Linked DNA regions of Mus musculus: region 2 is linked to region 1. A link is a contact called in public promoter capture Hi-C data. All regions are on one chromosome and are shown on one strand. Each heading gives the region's core, a stretch centred on a gene start, on an enhancer-like site or on the middle of the called end of the contact. The rest is flanking DNA. Distances are from core to core; before and after follow the strand shown.

What was found. Promoter capture Hi-C pulls out the DNA fragments that hold promoters and counts their contacts.
Region 2: a promoter capture Hi-C map of cranial neural crest shows a contact between it and region 1. The contact joins two enhancer-like sites.

Annotation. Positions count from the first base shown.
Region 1 is chr7:25,087,354-25,091,435 of GRCm38.p6, forward strand. Pou2f2 (POU domain, class 2, transcription factor 2) reads right to left here. Exons shown (of 15, transcript NM_001163554.1): 15 at 3,761-4,082. Among named protein-coding and RNA genes, the nearest start is that of Mir6537, 7.8 kb to the right of the region's middle. Within about 2 kb of position 1,793, at least 34 of the 459 cell types and tissues checked have an H3K27ac peak or open chromatin away from gene starts, as enhancers often do.
Region 2 is chr7:27,359,669-27,363,750 of GRCm38.p6, forward strand. Sptbn4 (spectrin beta, non-erythrocytic 4) reads right to left here. Exons shown (of 36, transcript NM_032610.2): 32 at 2,728-2,800; 33 at 1,899-2,191; 34 at 267-440; 35 at 75-117. Among named protein-coding and RNA genes, the nearest start is that of Shkbp1, 5.7 kb to the left of the region's middle. Within about 2 kb of position 1,798, at least 223 of the 459 cell types and tissues checked have an H3K27ac peak or open chromatin away from gene starts, as enhancers often do.

The DNA.
Region 1 (4,082 bases), core at 543-3,042:
GTTTTTAGTTTTTTATTTTTTTGATTTTGTGGTTCAGATGAATGACACAAGTTACAAAAACGGGGCCTTAAAAGAAGCACATTGTACAATGAACAAGCAGATTGAAGTTAAAAACACGGAAACACTAACCCGCTACCACAAGAAGAGACAGGGAAGGGATCGGGGAGGGGAGGGGAGGGGCTGCCAACACAGGGGTCTGACAACCAAAAGAGCTACCTCAATGGGCCTGGAGGGAAGGCAGGTCACTCCAGGGCCCCCACCCTGGCCCACTACTTACCAGGGCTCCACCTGGGCATTCAAGTGAGTCTGTAGAGGACAGCCACACCGAGAGGGTGGAGCCAGTCAGATCTTTACAAGGACAGTGCTCACTCTGCCCTAGGGCCTTGGCCTTGAGAAGGGATGGTGGCCGGCCATGGTGGGCTAATACCCGGAGCCAGGGTAGCTAAGCTGATCAAAAGACCATAACCCCAAAGATGCCTGCCTCCCTCCCCTACCCGGCTATGATCCAAAGGACCTCTGTTCAGGAGAAGCCACTGGCACCCTGCAATTACATAAATAAATAAATATTAAGCCCCTAGCCTTGGAGGACAGGTTGGGGGAAGGGCAGCAGGGCTAGAGAAGGCGGGGGCAGAGGAATGGGGGGGTTCACAGACAAAGTAAGTAGTCTCCATTCCAGCAACACTTCTCTGGATTTGTTTTTTTCCTTTGCTCCTTTTGTTTTTTAGGAAGGAGCTAACACCAAGGACAAATACTTAAAAATATACATTTTTTTTTTCCGCCTTTGTCATCATCGTCTTGCTTTGGAGACTGCTGAGGTCAAAGTTTAAACCACACAAAAGAACCGCGGTTTGAAGTTTTTGTGGGTTTCTTGTTTCTGTTTTCTTTTTTTGTTGTTTTTAAATTTTTTTGGGTTTTTGTTTGTTTGTTTGTTTTGTTTTGTTTCTGGTTTTGTTTTTGTTTTGTTTTTTTGTTTTTGGTTTTTTTTTTTTTTTTTTTTTTTTTTTTAGTTTTTAATTCTAACTTTTTTTTTTTCATTTTTTTTCCCCAACGTATAAAAAGGTAGCGGAGTTGTCTGTGGTTTTATTTTTTTTTTAATTTTTTTTTTATTTTTTATTTTTTTAAATGGTTAAATCTTTGGTTTGTTTCTTTTTTTTCTCTTGGAGGCCTTTATCTCTCGCACTTGCCTTTCCCACTCAGAGACCGGTGGGGGCCCGCGTGTCTCAATCGTGCTCATTTGTCTCACTCAGTTCTTACCCTGGGTGAGGGGGAGAGAGGCACCCTGGGAATGGGCTGGATGACAGAAACAGCCAGGTCAACAGGTCATGGGCCCCGACTTGACTAGTCCCTGGCTGGAGCGCCCCAGGGGAAGGGCTTGGAGACCCCGTACCTCCCCTCCCCTATACACACACCCAACCCCTTCCTCCCGCTTCTAGTCCCTACCCTGACCCCCAAGAAGGGAACAGAGAGGTGGTTTAGTTACTGGCATTATTTATTTATTTTTGGCACAAAAGGCCCACCGTCGAGGGCAGACCAGCCTCTCTCTGTTCCTCCCTTAAGCAGGGGTCAGGGCTGGGAGAAGAGAAATTCAAAGCTCTTCTCCCCCTAGTCCACTCACCTCTCCCCCAGCCCAGGCCCCGGGTCCACTGCCTGATGTCCAAGCTGGTGCAGAGCCTGGCCTGGGGTCTCCCTCCCCACTCCAGTGAAACTCCCTAGCCGTCCAACTCTCTCGCTCACACACAGACACACGGACACAGGCTCTGTACAGACCACAAAATAAAAACGATGAGATAGTTTTGTTTCCTGGAGTCGGAGACTGGGGTGACTGGAGTGGAAGGGGCAGGTGGGGGTGGGAGGGACTGGCAGTCCCCGCCCCCCCACCTAACCAAACCTGGCTCCGCCCAGCCCCCAGCCCCTTGCCCTGGCTGGCCCCCAGCCAACGATATTTGGTTTCTTTTTTTTTTTTTTAACATTAAAGTTCTATGAGGTATTTGGTGCCTTATCTCGAGTCCTCGGGGGAGAGGGGCCCGAGGTGAGGGGAGACGTGGGGCTCACCTGCCCCTCCAGCCCACCCTCCCACCCCCCTCCCGATATTTGGTTTCACAGCTGTAGTTAAAGCTTGGGATTTGGTTATTTTTTCCCCCTCCTAGGAATTTTTTCCTTGTTTTTCATTTCCCAGTGTGGGGGTTGGATGAGGAGGGTCCCCACCACCCCCAGCTGCATGGGGGTTCCCTCCACCAATGTCAGGGCGTCTGCCCCATCCCTGCCCCTGTTTCCTCCTCTCTTTGCCCCACTCCTCCACACTAGGGTGGGGACTTGATCAGGAAGAAGCAGGATAAATTGGGTGGTGGTGAGTCCCGGATTTTCTTTTCTTAACTATTTTTTTCCCCTTTTCTTTTTTTGGTCTAGAATCATGGTTTCTGTCCGAGTCATCTCCACCGTGCCTTCCACGCTGCCTGTCTTCTCAGAGGGTTGGTTGTTGTTTGTTCTTCTGGTTGTCATTCCTTCATTCTGCTCTGTTCAAATGTCTTCCTATAAAGGTCAGGAGCCCCTGGGCCCCTCTGCACCCTTGGGTTGAGTCCGGGCCCACTCGCTAGCCGCTTTCCAGGAAATTAAAATGGACAACTTCAGAGGTAGGATGAGGGCAGGGGCTGGGGGAGGGGGCGGGATCGGTTCAGTAAAGATGCTTACTACATTCCAGCGAGGATGGGTGGACGAGGTGCCCCATTGGTGCCTGGGTGGGAGGGGCAGCCACTCCACCCAAGGCCCTGCATTGGCCTAGAGTTAGTTTCTGCTGCCTCTGTAATCCAGCCCCGACAGTTTTGTTCTGGGTGAGAGAAGGGAGACCAGAAGAAAAGAGAACGCTGAGGCTTGAGGGCTCTGGCTGCCTCTCCTCGGAGTGTCCAGGATGGAAGGGGGCCCAGGCCATTGCCCGGCTCTCCCCTCTCCCCTTCTCTGCCCCTGCCCAGCCAGGGGCAAGGGTCACTCTGATTTCAATGGCTCGCGTCCTTCACAGCAACACTTTGGTTTGAAGAGAGAAACAGAAAGGAGGTCAAGAGATATGACAGAAGAACAAAGAAGTGGGGAGGAGAGGAGAGAAGATGAAGGAGAAGAGGAGGAGGGGGAAGAGGAGGAGGAGGAGGAGGAGGAGGAGGAGGAGGAGAAGGAGAAGGAGAAGAAGAAGAAGAAGAAGAAGAAGAAGAAGAAGAAGAAGAAGAAGAAGAAGAAGAAGAAGAAGAAGAAGAAGAAGAAGAAGAGAAGAAGAGAGAAAGAACGAGAGAACGAGAGAACAAAAACAAATTTTAAAAAAATCAGGGAATCAAACCACCCAACAGTTGGTTTTCCTTCGTCCATTCTTTTTGCTTCTCCTTTTTTTTTTCTTTTAAAGCTTTTTCGGTTGATTGGCAGGGAGGGAGCTTGGGGTCTCTTTCACCCATGTCCCTGACACCCTTTCTCAGCCCCACCCACCCGCTTCCATCCACCCTGGCTGAGGGACAGGCCCTGCCCCAGCCGCACCCCCCTCCGGCTTTCCGAAGACGACGTCCATGAGGTATTTGTGAAGAGAAAGAAGCGTCCATCGTTCCATCCGCCCCGGCAACCAAAGGCCTGGATCACCCTGCAGGGCTTGGCTCCATCTTGCGGCTCATTCTTGTCTTGAAGAGTCCACATCTTCTTTCCCATATATATATATATCTATATATATATCTATAAATTCTTTTTTCTAGTTTTAATTTATTGTTTGTTTGGTTTTCTGTTTTTGTTTTTTGTTGGGTTTTGTGTGTGTTTGTTTGTTTGGTTTGGTTTTTTTTTTTTGGTTCAAAACTTTGTTGGCCTCCATGGTAGGAGGGCATGGTGGCTCCCAGTAGCATCTCCTCTGTCCACTGTTGAGATTTGTCCAGAGCTAGGCAAATACAGGGTCCAGCCAATACTCGTGGAGGTCTCGTGGGAGTGGTAGCCACTTGCATGGGGAACCACAGGTCATAGTGATGTCACCACCATGTGGTTCTGATGGAGATGCCATCCGGAGGAGCCCACCACTGGGGTGTGTGCGTGTGTGCATTGGAAGGTGGGGAGGGAAGGGGACA
Region 2 (4,082 bases), core at 548-3,047, 2.3 Mb after region 1:
TGATTCAGGAACCACCCTGGGAGCTAAGCCACTAAGCTAAGGTCAACCTGTGGGATGAGAGGATCAGATCTTACCTCATCTTTAGCCTGGAGCAAGAACTCACTGCCATCCTGGGTCCTGCAGGAGACACAGGACTTCAGGTATCTTGAGGAACCCAACCCCTCTCCCCATCACCCATCGTCTTTCATGGGAACCAAGCGTATACAAGGAGGAAAGGAAGCGACGATGGGACCCCTCCCTTCTTCCCGAGGGAGGGAGGGACTCACTGGAGCTTGAAGACATGCTTCTTTTTCTTGTAGTCACTAGCCACCTCGCTGGTGGCTTTGTGCAGGCTGAGCAGTGGTTCCCCACCATGCGTGCCCCCTGATGCTGGGCCTTTGGAGTCCTTGTAGAAGCCCAGCTCCCCCTTGCTGAGCACACAGTACAGGCTCACCCATGACCTGGGGTGATGAGATGGTGATGAAGGCAGGGCTACATCATTACCATCACAAAGCGTATGCTGGGTCATGCTACTTTGCACCTTCCTTCCGCTGGCCCTTTGTCCTAGCTACTTAGCCACATGCCAGGCTGTTTTTCTATTAAGCAGTTCCTATTCTGGCAAGTGTGGTCAAGGCTCCCAGAACCAGGAGTTTGCCCAGGCTAGACCTTCCTTATGCTTCCTCCTTATCTCATCCCACATTGACTTTCCAAAAGCAAGATGCAAGCTTTGAGACTAGGAATAGAGCTTAGCAGGAGGTAGAGCCCTTGTCCAGAATCCACTAGTGAGGAGTTGGAGGTCTGTCTCAGCAGTAATAAAGCATAAAACCATGGACTAGATTTCCAGTCCTGATTCCGTTATAAGCCCTTGCCTCAGTTATTGGTCTCATTTCCACCCCACACAACCTTCAAGCACCGCCCACCCCCACCCCCACCCCCCATTCATTCACTAGTTCTCATTTTCCCACCATTCACCAAGTTCCTTCAAGGAAGCTTTACTACTCTACAGTTTGGAATAAGAAGATCTGGTTTCCCAGCCAAAGCCCCAATCTTGGAAGAAGTCTCAGATAGGAAAATAACATACAATAGATATCCCTGTTCATTGCCATCTTGGTCTGGTGGCAAGGAAAAAAAACCACTATGATCCCCACCTGCCAAGTCCGAACCTGCCCTGTTCATGTCCTGGCTATACCTGCCCCCACATTCCAAATCTCAGTTGGATAAAAATGTACTGGACAAGATGGACTCCAAAAGTAAACACACACATGCAAACACGTGGTGGTTAGGCCTGTAGAAGGCTCAGCATTTGCAGCCAAGCCTGACAACCTGCGTTTGATCCCTAGTCGACCTACATACATAGCGTAGGAGAGAACTAATTCACACCAGTTGTCCTGTGACCTTCACACACAGCTTTCACCCCAACACAAATAAATATAATTTAGATAATTTAAGAAAAAGCTTCTCGTTTGAACAACTGAGATAACCTGCAACAATGTACTAGGTCCTCAGTTTGGGCTCTGTTCCTTTTCAGACTCCTCCTCCCCCACTGAAAATGTAGTGGCTGAGGGTTGCCAGGTGGGGGGAATCCCTCCAGATCACGGATTGAATGCCATCTTGAGGCTCCAATTCACACCCCATTGGAATTATCTAGAGTAGACTCTACCTCCAGGTTGCTGCTTTATCACGTGAGGTGGTTGCTGAGATTGAATCCCAATTTATTAACGTTAGGGACACTTTTGTCATGCTCCTATCTCAGTTCCAGACACCTCAGTATTGGACACTCAAAGCTTTGGCCACGCCTCTCCACTTCACGGATTGGAAGCTTTGAACTTGAGTCCCGCCCCTCCTCCAGCCCAGCTACTCATTCATTAAATACCCAGAGCAGGCGCCCAAGCCATCCAAAGCCCCGCCCACGCGCTCACCGGTTGGACGACTTGCGGTTAGCGTCGAGCTCGCGCTTGCGCAGCAGGAAGCCCTCGTGCTGCACTGTGTGAGTGGGCGGAGGTGGCGGCGCGGGGGCGGAGCCTCCCTGGGCAGGGGCGGAGCGCGAGCGCCGGCTTCCCCCGCCCTCACCACCCTCTCGAGGCCGTGGCCGCCGGCGCGGCTTGGGCCGGTCCCGTGCCCGCGGCCGATCGGGCCGAGGTGTCCGCTCGGGCGGCTCAAGCCCGTTGGGCAGGCGACCAGGGGGAAGCTCGCGAGGCTGAGGCAGCGACGGCTGTGTGAATGAAGGGAGGGGGGAGAGGGGTACTGTGCATGATGACTAGGGGGAGCATCCTGTCTCAGGGAGCCCGAGGGCCTGGGGTCCTATGCGTCTTTAGGGCCACCTATCTTGGAGAAGACCCTCAGGGCTGAGAGGACCCTATAGGTTTTGATAATGGGTCATTCGAATTTAGGCTTTGGAATTCTGAATATTGGGAGGTTAGGAGCAGGGTCTGAGGAGGTAGAAGGTGCATAGAATTTCTGTATGAAGAATCTTCGTGTGTGACTAATAAGAAAATGGGCACCCCACAAGCCCGGAGAAATGTGGACTCTAAAATAGATGGGGGGGGGGGGTTAGAGTCCACTATGTGTGCGTGCGTGGAGAGAGAGAGATAAGCCTCCGGGTCTGAGGCTTCATCTTCTAAGGGAGAGTATGGGGTCTCTGTTGACTGCAAGGTCCAGGAAGAAGGATGGGCCTGGGTAATGGTTGCCTCTGAAATCCTGGCCACTAAGAGGGCTTCTACACCCACCCATCCCAGTTGTTCAACTTACCACCCCAGCAGGGATCCCTGGGCCTGCCTCTTTCTCCTGAAGTTGCTCCACAATATCAGCCAGAGTGGCCTTCCTGGAGAAGAAGAGACAAAAGAAGTGAGATTCTGGGCCTTTTGCTACTGCTCTGCCTTGGCTGGACAGAAAAGGCTCCAAACCTGGCCCCTGCCTGCAACTCAGCAGCCTCTCACCTGTGTGCCTTGCACACTCAGCAGTCTTACACACATGGGGGTTCCTGACACAGCTACGCAATGTACAACCAAATCCCTATCTTCTTCTTCTTCTTCTTCTTCTTCTTCTTCTTCTTCTTCTTCTTTTTTTTTTTTTTTTTTTTTTTTTTTTTTTGAGACAGGGTTTCTCTGTGTAGCCCTGGCTGTCCTGGAACTCACTCTGTAGACCAGGCTGGCCTCGAACTTAGAAATCCGCCTGCCTCTGCCTCCCGAGTGCTGGGATTAAAGGAGTGCACCACCACGCCTGGCCAAATCCCTATCTTCTTTAAGGTTTTTTTTTTTAATTGTTTGATCTTTTAAAATATTTTTCTTTTTAATTTTTTTAGGGTTAGCTATGTGAATGAATGTTTTGCCTGCATGTGTATACTACATGTATGCCCAGTGCCCTCAGAGGCCAGAGAAAGACTTTGGATTCTCCTGAAGCTGGACTTCTAAGAGGTTGTGAGTCCCCCAGGGTGGGTGCTGGGAACCAAACATAGGTCCTCTGGAGAGCAGGAAGTGCTCTTAACCACCGAGCCATCTCTTCATATATATATATATATATATATATTTAGCTTTTCAAGACAAGGTTTCTCTGTGTAGCCCTGACCATCCTGGAACTCACTCTGTTGACCAGGTTGGCCTCAAACTCGGAATTCTGGGATTAAAAGCGTGAGCCACCACCATCATTACCTGTGTGTGTGTGTGTGTGTGTGTGTGTGTGTGTGTGTGTGTGTGAGATGTATGTACATGTATGTGTATACACACACACACACACACACACACACACACACACACACGAGAGTCAGGGTCTCATGCAGCCCAGTTTGACCTCTGGCCTCCCCGAGGATAACCTTACTGGCATGCCTTGTTCGTTTTAGAGACAGAATCAATCTCTCTCTTTATTTATTTATTTGTTTATTTATTTATTATATGTATATCAATCTCTCTCTTTATTTGTTTATTTATTTATTATATGTAAGTAAGTACACTGTAGCTGTCTTCAGGCACCCCAGAAGAGGGCATCTGATCTCATTATGGATGGCTGTGAGCCACCATGTGGTTGCTGGGATTTGAACTCAGGACCTTTGGAAGAGCAGTCAGTGCTCTTAACCACTGAGCTATCTCAAAGGTAGCCCTGGTGCTCAG